Regions from separate parts of the Acanthopagrus latus genome. Here region 1 is linked to region 2. A link is a contact called in public Hi-C data. All regions are on one chromosome and are shown on one strand. The core of a region is the stretch at or near the end of the contact, and the rest is flanking DNA. Distances in the headings are between cores, read along the strand shown. Region 1 holds the start of LOC119024437 (kinesin-like protein KIF23). Region 2 holds the start of morf4l1 (mortality factor 4-like protein 1).

The links. Hi-C and Micro-C count contacts between places; a contact is called where the count stands out from the background.
Region 1: a Hi-C map of liver shows a contact between it and region 2, with 4 times the contacts expected there. The contact joins the promoter of LOC119024437 here to the promoter of morf4l1 in region 2. A contact is called at or near these places in 4 of 4 Hi-C or Micro-C datasets (liver and muscle).

Annotation. Positions count from the first base shown.
Region 1 is chr8:11,479,921-11,486,629 of fAcaLat1.1, forward strand. It overlaps LOC119024437 (kinesin-like protein KIF23), which reads right to left and starts at 1,961. Exons shown (of 24, transcript XM_037107249.1): 1 at 1,818-1,961; 2 at 1,483-1,552; 3 at 1,137-1,265; 4 at 362-467; 5 at 82-218. The coding sequence starts at 1,831. It overlaps ddb2 (DNA damage-binding protein 2), which reads left to right. Exons shown (of 12, transcript XM_037107258.1): 3 at 2,810-2,945; 4 at 3,037-3,146; 5 at 4,047-4,238; 6 at 4,735-4,901; 7 at 5,576-5,675; 8 at 5,977-6,154; 9 at 6,299-6,444. The coding sequence starts at 2,816.
Region 2 is chr8:11,332,722-11,339,451 of fAcaLat1.1, forward strand. morf4l1 (mortality factor 4-like protein 1) reads left to right here and starts at 1,366. Exons shown (of 12, transcript XM_037106741.1): 1 at 1,366-1,521; 2 at 2,744-2,790; 3 at 2,890-2,957; 4 at 3,052-3,138; 5 at 3,482-3,559; 6 at 3,676-3,701; 7 at 3,899-3,990; 8 at 4,212-4,313; 9 at 4,410-4,498; 10 at 4,614-4,786; 11 at 5,771-5,855; 12 at 5,933-6,420. The coding sequence starts at 1,482. The coding sequence ends at 6,017.

The DNA of each region.
Region 1 (6,709 bases), core at 711-3,210, 150 kb after region 2:
GAAGTATGAAATTAGATTACTAATGTGCAGATTCAAGAATGATAGAGGTATGTGGGTACAAGAGAGAGCTTCCTGTCTTACATATCTTTTGGCCTGGTAGGGTCCTATACTGTTAAAGATCATGTCAAGCGAGCGAGGTAGAAGTCCACCCTGGCCCGGAGAGCCCGTCATGGTGAACGTCTTTCCGCTTCCCGTCACCCCATACGTAAAGAGTAGACCTGCAACATCCAGAGCGGAGACCATCAACTGCCAATAATAATCTCAAAGCCAAACAGTGCTTTTCCATTTCCTGTTAAAATTCAGGGAAAGTTCAGTCAGAGGACAAATTACTGAGATAAAAAAGAAAAATCACCATTCTTACCATTTTTTCCATGAATGAGATCATCGACAAGAGGTTTGGCCACATGTTCAAAAAGCTCCCTCTGAGATATGGAAACTCCAAATACTCGTTTGAAAGAATACTGTGTCTACGAGACAAAAAAGATGAATTAGAATATTTAAGGACGGCATCATCATATATATTCTTATTTCCACCAAATAAACATAATGAGATTAAAACCAACAGTGGGGTCTCTGTACTTTCTGACGTTCCCAGCTTTTCAGTGGCACTCAGAATAATTTGTTCCTACTGATGGTAAATTTTTTTATCAACAGGCCAAAAAGTTTCTCTATTGAAAAAATAAAAAAATTAAAAAAGGTCTGTTAGGAGGTTTCCCTCCCAGTTAGATATGGTCTGGAATGCGTCCACAGGGAGGAGTCTAACAGACATTCTTAAACCACTTTTGAATCGCTCCCTTCAGTGTGAAGGAGGGGCTGCTCTACTCTTAGCTCTTCTGGTTGTCCAACCTCCAGGCTGGACAGATTGCATTACTTATCTGACATGAGAACACCTCAGTAACCTACAGGAAGAACTAGGCTTTGGCTTACCTATATTAAGCTCAGGCTACTGGGATAACCATTTATTTTTGTTTTGGTCGTTTTATATTTGAGTTGTTTCCATTAAAAACATTGCAGTAAATTAGGCCAATGGTGTGCATGTTATTGTGCAAAAGATGACAAATACCTCTGCTATTTCCCCTCAACTACTAGAACAGAGGAGGAGAACATAAACAGTCCAAGTCCACTAGATGTGTTACCTCTTTGTACTCTCCATTTCTGTTTGTCTTGAAGCCCTCGGGTGCGTGTAGCTGGATGGTGGAGCTGCTGATGACCTCAATGCAGCACTCCTCGTCCTCGGCACCCAGGGGCCGGACACGACAGTACACCTGGGGACAATACACCAGTCAAGTGTGCTTCAAGAGGACGTGATCACTCCTTAATGAACGTCACTCTTTGATCCGTGGAAATCCACTCAGCTAGTAACATACTTTAATGTGCAACTAACGTTACAACTAGGCAAGCATTGGGGTTGTTATTGAATGCTAATGTGCAGTTTGTGTTTGCCAATACAAATATGAATTACTGAACAACGTAGTGACCTACCCCAACCGGGTCTTTCTGGTTGTTGTTGGGTGGCTTCTTAGGAGGAGGCCTGCGGGGAGTTTTCCCCTTCCTGAAACATTAATCATCTTTCATTAGGACAGTACATTGTTAGACTCAGATTACAGTAAAGCGATGATGCGCTAACAAAGCCACGGGCTAGACGGCTGCTTATTAGCCTCAGGCTAACGTTACGGCTAAGCTAACTAACTTCTCTTGTTTGGATTCCGTTTGCAAGCGGCCAAGCTAAATTCCAACACGATATTTGATATTAGGATAATAATTCTAGGTAATGGACTTTACATCCGGTACAAAAAGCAACATTAAACTGTACTCACGCTTGTCTGATCATTGTTGCTCTGCTTCTTGTATCGTTAGTTTGTCCGTTCCTGTTGCTACAATTTTGAACTTTCCCTCCGGAGAACGAGGCGGCAGCAGCCAATCAGATTCAATAACAACCGATCACGTGTTTCCGCCTAGACTTCCCAGCATTTTATGGGAACTACCATGAAAAGTGTCAAATATGCAACCTATTATGATTATAGATAGATAGATAGATAGATAGATAGATAGATAGATAGATAGATAGATAGATAGATAGATAGTTTTAACGAAACATATTTTTTTTTATCTTGAGCTATCTTTGTAACAATTTGTATATTTACACATTTTTCAGATAACATAACCAACTTCTTTATGTTTAAGTATATTTGCAGTAGTTTGTCTTCCACACTTATTTAAACACTGTACATTTTTTGTTATTGGTTTTTTTTCCACTTGTTTTGGCAATTTTTTATTTGTTGTTGTTGTAAAACACTCAATTTTATAAGTTACCTAACCACGTTAATATATTAGGCTCACTGCCATAACACATATTAAATGTGCGTTGTTCCTTTTAAAATATATATATATATATATATATATATATATATATATATATATATATATATATATATATATATATATATATATATATATATATATATATAAAGCCTCTGAAAAAAGACAGCTGATCTGACGTCATGTTGTAGTCCTGCCTAAACACCAAACATGGCGTCCGCTGATGGTTATTGGTGGATAAACACTGACGCCTACCGTCCACAGGCCGTCACACACACGTTACAAAACACCCACTTTTGCAGCCACTCTCACGTGTACTGCTCTGTTATGCAAACAGGAAAGCTCCTGCTCTGAATGTGTACAGCTCCAAACGTTGAAAATCATAGGTGAGAAGATTGATTTCACTTCATTGATGACGTTAAATGATTAACTGTCGAGTCAAAGCCTCGGTTTTGTGCTGTGCATTAAGATTCGTCGTATGTTTTTAAAGGGAGAAATGAAAAGACCGACGAAGTCAAATGCCTCCGAGCCAAAGGGAAAAGTGAAGAAAAGAGCCGGAGAGAGCTCTGCGACGACCCTCTCCAGAAAACTACGAGACAAGAAAGATGGAGAGAAATCTAAACAAGGTGTGCAGCCCCGACGGGACAGCTGGAGTTGGCGATATTGATCATGAAATGTACCTCATGTCATGACAGCTTTGGTTTGTGTGTCTTGCAGGGCCTCCTCTCAAACCTGCAGCAGTCCAGAAGAGGACTGGCTATGGGAGCATCTTGCATTATATTTACAAGAGCACACTGGGACAAAGTCTGCACTCACGGATGAGACAGGTGAGGCTTCACTCAAAGACTGGACAGAGGGACCAAAGACGGGCACTGATAACACTGTGGATCAAAATATATTACTATATTGTACTACTGCGACTACTTGTATGTGGAAGTGGGCAAGTTTTCCATATGCAATACTATTACTGTAGATGACTGTGCAAGTGTGCATGGTGTAGGCCTGTGAGTACATCATGCAGAAACATATTCATGGTCAGATTAAGTTGTTACAATGCAGTAAGATTCACTGGGGTGAAAATGAGCTTCCTCTCATGACCCCTGTTTCTCCTATTCCTGTACATGCGCAAAGTATTTTCATGTAGGACCTGGTTCTAGTTTTGTTGTTATTGTGACATATAAGCAGAGAACTAGGAGAACTAGTTTTTGACACAGGTCATATCAGCACGTCAGTTAATATTGTGATTTATTGTGATTTAACCCAAAGAATCAAGTTTATGAACAGAGAGTCAATGATCGACTCATCATCTTTACTGTGATGATGGACTACTGTGTGTCTCTGCCTGCTACACTTCCTGTGTGGCTGTGAGTTTTGCAGAGTCTGTTCTAAGTGAAATAGTTAGTGATTAAATGTCAAATATTTAATTTTTTTTGTTTTTTTGTTTTGTTTAAAACATTCAAAAAATAACTAAACATTGAAAAAAATGCTCCTCTGCTCACTGTGTAAACGCCAGCACTCCCCTGTTAGTCCTGTTAGCTGCACGGCTAACAAAGCCAACATGCTAACAGCAGCTACAGTCAGGTATGCATAAACAGAGCAGAGTTAGCAGTTGCTCTTGAGATTTGCTGCCAATTCTTATGTATTGACCATGTTAATGTATATTGTATCCTCCATGTGTTGTAAATCTTCACTTTATATATTTAAAGCATATTTGTTGTCTCCTCCAGTGTCTCCAGGAACCTTTTGTGCGCTCACTCTCGTCCTATCATTTCCACGGTGCCACCAGCCCCTTCGACCGCAGGATCACCTGCCTGGAGTGGCACCCGACTCATCCCACCACTCTGGCTGTGGGCTCCAAAGGCGGCGACTTGTACCTGTGGGACTATGAGACGCCCACGAAGCAAACTTTCATCCAAGGGGTGAGTGTCCGTGTGACCGGCCGGTTAATTGTAATAGCAGCACACCTGCATGCTTTTAATTATGCAACACTGTTAAGACTACTAAGACTAAGATTACATTTTTGGCTGTGCAAGTTAGATTTTTAATAAAATGTATCTCATGTTACTGTTATTGGTTCTCTGCCTTAGATGGGGGCTGGAGACTCAGTTACAGACATGAAGTTTAACTCGTTAAATCCCACTCAGCTGTTCACCTCGTCTATCGGGGGTACGACAGCACTGCGAGATTTCAATGGGACGACTCTAACAGTGTTTGCCAGCACATGCACGCTGAAGTAAGACAAAGTCCCATTGTTTTCTGTCAGCTCAAGTCAAAAAAGGTTGTAGAGTTCAATCAGCCCAGCGTCAGTCTTTTCTACCAGACGGCCCCTCATTGATTCAATGCTGCCCATTTATATGGCAGTGTAGTGCTAGTTACTGCCCAGTGATAGGCCTGCATTTGTGTTTTCCTGCACAGAACGGAGCAGGAGACTTTATCGGAGGGATGAGGTTCTGCCCGACAGACCTTTCCAAAGTCTATGTGGCTTCTGGAGAGGGCACACTGACCGTGCAGAGCTTTGAGGGCCACACACCCACCGTTCTGTCCAGAACTCAAGACTGTGGCCACGATCACCACAATGTCTGGTGAGAGAACCACGGAGAAGACTGACGCTCAGCTGAGAGAGGCTGTGATCTTGTAATGTTATGCTTAAGTTTATCATGCTGTCTAAAATAAAAACATGTATCTGAAAATGTTAGCATTTCATAACAAAGGGGAAAAAAGCTCTGAAGTTTAAAAACAATGCATTTATTAGATAATACAATGTGTTGTTTAAATTACCTTCATTTAGGGCCTCAAATTATGATTATTTCCATCAGCAGTTAATCAACGAACAGTTCGAAACCCGACAGCTAGTAATTTACTATATTTACTATCATGAACGAGGAAGAAAAGCAGCAAATCCCTATTTTTCAAATGCAGACCAGCAAATGTTTTTCTGCTTGAAAAATCACTGAAATTATTAATCAACTATCTAAAAAGTTGGCAACTGATTTTATTTTGATTGACTGATAGAAAACTTAACAAATCCTTGCAGCTCTACTGAGTTTAATTGAAAACCTTTTAAAATCATAAGAAATGTGTACTTATCTTTCTGGATAGCAATGCGAAGGAATAGATAATAGATAATTGATTACTAATTTTGCTTATAAAAAGAAAAAGGCCAATCAGTTGTCTCTATTGAATCATACACTCATCCATGTTTAATATTTCATCTGTTAAATACAGTAAATGAACCTTTTTCTTTGTTTTGTTTTAGTTACTGGTACTGCTGTGTAGATGTGTCTGTAAGCCGACAGATGCTCGTGACAGGAGACAATGTGGGAGAGCTCACACTCCTGGGGTTGGATGGCCAAAAGGTACGTGTCCATCCTACAGTAGAGCCGATAACAGGGTTCGCACAAACATTTTGAAAAATGCTGCATGTTAACCGTTAATGAACTTTTGTTTTCAGCATTTATAATCACGACTCCAATATGTTGATATAAAGGCTTTGATAATCTGGCTGTCTTCATTTCGGGAGTATTAAAAAATACTTGAATTTGACCCTTTAAAAGCTGATTGGACCTGAGATCATTTCAGCACAGAGGGTTTAGTTATTCTCGTGTGTTTTTAACGAAGACATTTCAGTTGCTGATGGCTTTGTTTTGATTTTCATAGATTTTCAAAGACAAGTTGCACAAAGCCAAAGTGACCCACGCAGAGTTCAACTTGCGCTGTGATTGGTTGCTGGCGACGGCCTCGGTTGACCACACAGTGAAACTTTGGGACCTGAGAAACATCAAAGACAAGGAGAGCTTCCTTCATGAGCTGCCACATGACAAAGCTGTCAACTCAGGTTAGTAACACTCTCAGAAAAACACCTCCAACGTTCTGTTGTTGCCACTGAAAATTCATTTGACACAGTTGAGAAGAAGTTAAACGTGTCATTGTTGGTTTAGGGTGGGAATGATTTCTTTTTCCTCTTTGTTCTCTGTCACAGCCTATTTCAATCCACTGGACTGCTCCAAGCTGCTCACCACAGATCAGTACGACCAGATCCGCGTTTACTCGTCTTCCGATTGGTCGAAGCCTCAACATATCATCCAGCATCCACACAGACAGTTTCAGCATCTCACACCCATCAAGGTTTGTTTCTTCTCTATTTGTGTTTTTTATCCCACGGTAACTCACACAGTAATATGATTAACATGTGCAGTCTCCTGAACATGTTCAGGAACATTTCCTGCATGAGGTGATGTGATAATGAGGGCAGAGACTGATTTTTAGGGAAATCCGGACCACCAGTTTACCTTAATGGATGAAAGCAGAATAGTGTAAAACAGTCAGCTGTGCCTGTCAGGTCATCCCAGTAATTTTTTGACAACAATGTTTGAAAGAGGCTGCAGTAAAG
Region 2 (6,730 bases), core at 116-2,615:
GGTCTGGCTGGGTTTCAAGTGGAACGCACTAGAGAGTGACTAACATGGAGCCTCTTGGAGAGGGGCAAGTGCCAAGAGCAACCAGTGGCCATTAAATTCACTCCTATGAGATACTGAGTGCTTTGCTTTTTGACCAGGATCTGTTTGATGTGCTGCACCACACTATTATCCCCGGCTCCTCACTGCAAGCCCTCCACAACCAAGTGGTGTGAGCATTATAATGAAGTTATTATGAAACTCTTGTTGCACCCCTGATCGGCGTTACAAGGTTCAAAGACACACTTGTGGAAAATAAATGAAAACTGCACTCAAAGGTCCACAACAAGCATAAAACCAGGTCAGGGAATTATGGTGTTCTACTTCAAACCATCAGACCATCTCTGATTTCAACTAATCAAGATAGGTTCTCAGTTGGTTCTCCTTGGTTTTGGTGACGTTAAGCAGGAAAGCACTCAAATTGATTAAAACTGCCCAGAACATCATGATGACCCATCTATCAGTGACATTGGTGAAAACTGTGGAGCAGCTTCATTCCCGCAGGCTGTGAGACCTGTCAATTCATCATCAACACTTTACCATTTCTAAAATAGATGTAGCAGAACTCAAAGGACTCAAACATTTTTTCTTAAACCCTTGTGATTTAAGAAATGACAATACATTTACCTTGTAGGATAATTGTTTATAACTGTTTTTGTTTATAGACATTCTGCTTGAATGGCTCTGACACAGACGTTATAAGTTGCCTCTTGGCACAGGCAGGACAAAATGATTCTCACCAATCCATGGTGCTGATGAACGCCATTCATAATTCAGTGGTTAAAAAAGCACTGTCCTCAATCATACATGTCATATAATACGTTTCTCAGCCATATGCAATTAAAAGAACATCTTCTACTTTCATAGCATGTTATTTTACCAACTGACAGCTCATTGACTCGCCTTTTTATATAATGTTTTTTCAATTCCAGGAAGGCTTTACATTCTCCATTTACTCATAGATTACAGTCAATAACAATATGTTACAGTTTATATGCCCATAGAGGACTAGAGAACTTCAGAACACCCATACAATTATACATATCAGATTTAACTGTAACAGATGCAAAAGTGGAATTAAGTGGATTAAGTTCACTAAGGGCTTCCATGTATTATTTGGGGGAATTTAAATATTCCCAGCAATGACTGGAGGTTTTGAAACAGCTTTAACACCATGATGTACGAAACATTTTACACATTTTGTGCTTGCTGGTGAACTTCTAGACTTTATGTTGCTTGGGAAATCAGGATCTCAGTATTTCTAAGCTAATTGTGGGCTCCACCAGACAGCGGCGTCATTGGAATTCATTTAGAAACGGGCGCTGTCTTTGGTCGCGGCATTAATGCGTCATCCCGTCGACTATGACGTTTTTAGAGAGCGGCGCCGTTTCAGACTGGAATGGGAGCTAGCGATTTTTCCCATATTTTGATAGTTTAATCCGTGAATGGCGCCGAAACAGGACCCGAAACCTAAATTTCAAGAAGGTAACAAGTTGTCTGTTTTAATTTCTGATAGATTCGTGTTATCAGGCAGCGCTGGAGTCGCCGGAGAGGTCCACCATGTCAGCTAGCTTATGACCGAAACAACACTGCAGCCGCCGAATGGCTAGCATCGTTAGCTTTCATTGTTGTTGCATAAAACAGGTTTCGGTCATTTTTATGCGCTACTTTAGTTAAATATCAAGTTTTGTTCTTTGCGGCAGATTGAGGCGTCAGAAGTACCATACGGCAGCGCAAATGCCTTGAATTTTCATCTGTTGTTTTTGTCCCAAGCTAACTGAACGTATTAGCTTCATTCAGTGTTAGCTCCTTACTGATTTCACCGCCTATCTCTCTGTTCTCACAGTTAGCCGAGTCCTAGCTGTGTGGCTAACTGCTGTTGTCATCTGTCAGACATTTCTGCAGCTCTTTCAATGATTTACCAAGTGTGTATGCATTTTCACTACGTGAGTGGTCCTCGTTGGTGTGGCCTATCAACCTGTCCTAAAGCAAATGATGTGTATAGTATGTCAGTTAGCATGTATATCATTTATTTATTTGTTAGACATTGAGTTCATTCATTCCTTAAGAAAAAGGCAAATGTTGAAAGTCAGTATCAGGTTATTATCGATCGCGGTACACGGAATCTCAGGCAAAATATTTGTTAAAGTCTCTTAATTAAGATCTAAATTAACTTATTGCAATGCACTGCAAGTTCTCCAAACCAGATCATGAAGCAAATTTATTTATTATGACAGTAGTTGTTAATGGCTTAATTGATTATGTGTTGACCATTTTAAATACAAAGGAATCAACGATGAGCTTAATTGTCAGCATCCTTATTATTGAGGGAATAAAATGTTTTATGTCAGTGGGAGGATTTTCTGCCTTTCTTTGTTTATCATAATTGTAATGTGGATATCTGTGGGTATTAGAGATTAAATTATTAGATTTATTAAAATAGTCAACATTTGAATGATAGTTTGAGGTCTCCATGTGTGTCTAAAACTAACTTATAAACTTAGCTGTAAACTTGCTTCCAACCATCAAAGAGACGTTTGAAACGATAAAGGTGTTAATTAGGGTGTAACAATGTTTAAGTCTATTTTAAGCCCTGTTATGAACTCTTAGGATGTGTATGTGCAAGTAGATCAGTTGTCTTTACACTTTAATTTTGTTTTACTTGAACTGCCCTTTGCTGACTTTAATTGACCAACACTCTGTTCAGGTGAAAGAGTGCTGTGTTTTCATGGGCCATTGCTCTACGAAGCTAAGGTAGGCTGCATTAGTTAGCCCGATTCTCCGATCATGTGATCCTAAACTGTGCCTCCAATATAAGAGTTTCTTGACAATGCTTTATGTCTCTGTTTGCAGTGTGTTAAGATAAACATCAAGGACAAACAAATCAAATATTTTATTCATTACAGCGGGTGGAATAAGAAGTAAGTGTTTGGTTCACACAAATCAAATACTTAAGATGTGTACAGTGAAGATTTTCAAAGTGCTTAATTTCTGTCTTGGTGTTTTATCTCCCAGCTGGGACGAATGGGTTCCTGAAAGCAGAGTGCTTAAGTATGTGGACAGTAATCTGCAGAAACAGAAAGAGCTTCAGAGGGCCAATCAGTAAGTCCACTCTCTCTTTTCCAATCGTAGTTTTTATAAACTTTAATGTTCACAAATTACACTCCAGTGACTTTTCTTATGAGCAAGGTCCATAGCAAGAGCAATTCAGAAATTATGTTGTAATGGTGTTCTGCTTGGTGAATATGGTAGAAAACAGAACAGAAATATAAAGAATAAAAAAAGAGAAACAGAATAGTACCCCATGTCCACATGCATTAATACCTCATATACATGTACACTATATTCGGAGATGTTAACAAAGCGTAGTCCGTGTCCTGAAAACTGGCTGACTTTAAATATAATATTCTAATGCAATTGATCGTGTTTTCTTTTCTCATTTCAGAGACCATTATGTAGAAGGAAGAATGAGGGGTGCTGCGCCGAATAAGAAGATACCTCCTGCACCGCAGAAGAATGATGTGTGAGTGCAAGTAATTTCTTATTTGGCTGTCTCCTGCCAAACTGTTCTAGAGGTGTTACACCTGTTAATGACTGTCTTTATTTTAAATGTCATACCTCTATTTTTCTCTGTCGTAGGAAAACCAAAAAGAACAAACAAAAGAGTAAGTATATCATGTTTTTTATTTCCATAATTATCACTGTTTTCATGCATAAATCCTCAAAATTATCACTTAGCTGGTTTTTGCACAAGTGTGTTTGCATCGTCAGTTCCACAGAAGCTGTGAATGATCAAGAAAGTAACAGCATAATTGGTGTCACTAGAGTAGAATGTTTATGGAATATGTTTCTGTCTGTGCAGCTCCTGGTGCAGGAGAAGGGACAAGTTCAGGAGGAGATCCAACCCACCCGCCTCGAAAGAAGAGGGCACGTGTCGACCCAACAGTTGAAAGCGTAAGTTCATAAATACCTGCTGCCTTTAGTACTGATATTCCTGGTTGGGGGTTTCTGATGTCAAATCATGCTGAACTGCACTGGAAGTAAGCAAGTAAATAGTTTAATTGTTGTTTGTTGCAACTGCATAATGGAAATGTTTTGAAATTAAATGTGTAAACATCATGATAAAAAGCCTCCTCTTGGTGCACTTTTTCATACATCTGGTCCTGTCTGCTCAGGAGGAGACCTTCATAAATCGAGTGGAGGTTAAAGTAAAAATACCAGAGGAGCTGAAACCGTGGCTTGTGGATGACTGGGACCTAATTACAAGGCAAAAACAGGTTGGTACTGATTTAGAATTTAAAATGAATTTCACTGCATTTAATCCATTGAGATAGTCGCCTGTATTTGTTTATCCTTTCATTTTATGCCATCAGCTTTTCCACCTACCTGCCAAAAAGAACGTCGATGCAGTCCTTGAAGATTATGCAAACTACAAGAAATCGAGAGGAAACTCTGACAGCAAGTAAAGATACGCTTTGTTACTTGTCATTATTTCTGTCATTTACTCAAGTGGTGTACATTATCCAGGTGATTCAAAAATATGACTTGCTATAACTTGGTTTTCCTCTTCTGCTCAGAGAGTTTGCCGTGAACGAGGTGGTTGCTGGTGTCCGGGAATATTTCAATGTCATGCTTGGGACACAACTTCTCTACAAATTCGAGAGGCCACAGTACGCGGACATCCTGGCCAACCACCCGGATACATCTATGTCTCAGATCTACGGCGCTCCTCACTTACTCAGACTCTTTGGTAAAAACACACCTACAAAATGTTATATTACAAAAAAGCAGTGGCAGTTATGAACACACAAAATTAGATATGAAATGTGAAAGTGTGGCATATTGTAGGATTATGTGGTAAGTATTAAAAAAATGTGTGGTAAGAGAATCAGAACCTGACTGTAAAATCAGCTGGGCAGGATGTTGTTAGCTTACAAATATATCGATACGTGTTCACTCCTCTCTGCTCTGCTGTTATGTCTCAGCTAACTGTGGCACCTTGAGTCACCCATTAACTACGTTTTTGCAGAGAACTGATGAATAACCCCCAAAACTCTAATGCTTTTTTGTAAAAAAACAAAAAAAAAACAAAACACTATCAGTTTTTGCTACCCTCACTTATTGACACCAGAAATACTAGCTGATAAAAAAAATGTTTTATATAAATGTACATATATAAATTACACTAACATAATGTGCACATTGCACTGTTAATGTTAATATTTTTTCTGACAATGTCCTTAAACTTTGAGTAAATTGTGCTCAGTTTTTAACTGTTTCCTGACTGTTTTCATCTAGAGATAGCCCGATGAGGGTCCATGTAATAAAACAGTGTTGTCATTAAACATAATTGCAAGTGAAGTGGACAGCGTGGGGGGGGGTCTTTTTCCTTGGTAGCCTCTGGTCTTCTCCCACACACCTGTCGATCTTAAAGTGTGCGAAAGCTGCACTCTGTACATGAAAAAGTTTAAATTCTCAGCTGCATCTAGTAGAGCTACACAGAACAGTCATTCGAAATAAGAGCAAGCCTGTTTCTTTTAATTGCCTTTTGAATGGATAAATAATCATCTGAACCTACACAACCTGCTTTCTGTGCTGGTATAAAAGCTTGAAAGACTTCTTCTCTGGGATCAGTTAAGTGGAAATATTGAAGGAGTTTTATAGTAATTATAAATAAAGACGAGGCTGGAGGTTATATAAAGTGTAATATTCTGTCTTTGTTTGGTTTTCACAGTGAGGATCGGAGCCATGCTTGCGTACACTCCCCTGGATGAGAAGAGCCTTGCACTGCTGCTCAGTTATCTACAAGACTTTCTCAAGTGAGTATTCACACAGTTGTTAATGATGAGGCTCGTTTTGATTCAGCACACATGACAGTATTGTTTCTCCATTCCAGGTATCTTGTAAAGAACTCTGCGTCGCTCTTCAATGCAAGTGACTATGAAGTCGCTCCTCCAGAATACCACCGCAAGGCAGTCTAAGGTTTTTTTTTATTCAGGATCTGAAGCCTTTGTAAAGTTCGGAGACGACATTCTTACCAGTCAAAAGGATGTGATTTCACAAAAAAGCCTTTTGGAGAACGGATTGTGCGAGATCTGTCGATTTATTAAGGAAGAATCAGAACAAGATGTCACACTAATCCCAGGACAAATTCATTTTCTTTCATGTGGAAAGCTGCTGAGTACGCTCTTCCTGTATTGGTATGTTTTTGAGTACCACTTTTTAGTTTCTATGATGCTCGTTTTTGTCCAGTGTTTACCGAGATCTTTTGAAAAGGAATTTCATCATGATTATTTTTGTTGTTTCCCGTATTGGTTCAGATGCTGGCTAAATTTGTCTTGTAGGCTGTCATCATTTTCTAATAAAAGTCTTTTCATTCTCAAATTGTTGGTCCGTCTTTGTTATAGAATTTATTGCCTTTCTGTTCATCTCCAGAGGAATGAAATTGCTTGTTAATGACAGCAGTAGGATGTGCTAACACAGAATATCAAGAGGTTTTTTGGCTTAAATCTCCTGTTTTCTTTCAACCCTCCTCTTGTCTTCACATTCTGTATACAACCCTCCTTAATTTCATTTAATTTTAAATGCCAAATCTATTTTGCATGACCAATCAACCTGTCATTCAGCATAAATTGTTTTCTTTACTAAAGTAGATTTTTTTTTTTATTACTATCATTTCTTAAGTTACTGCAAA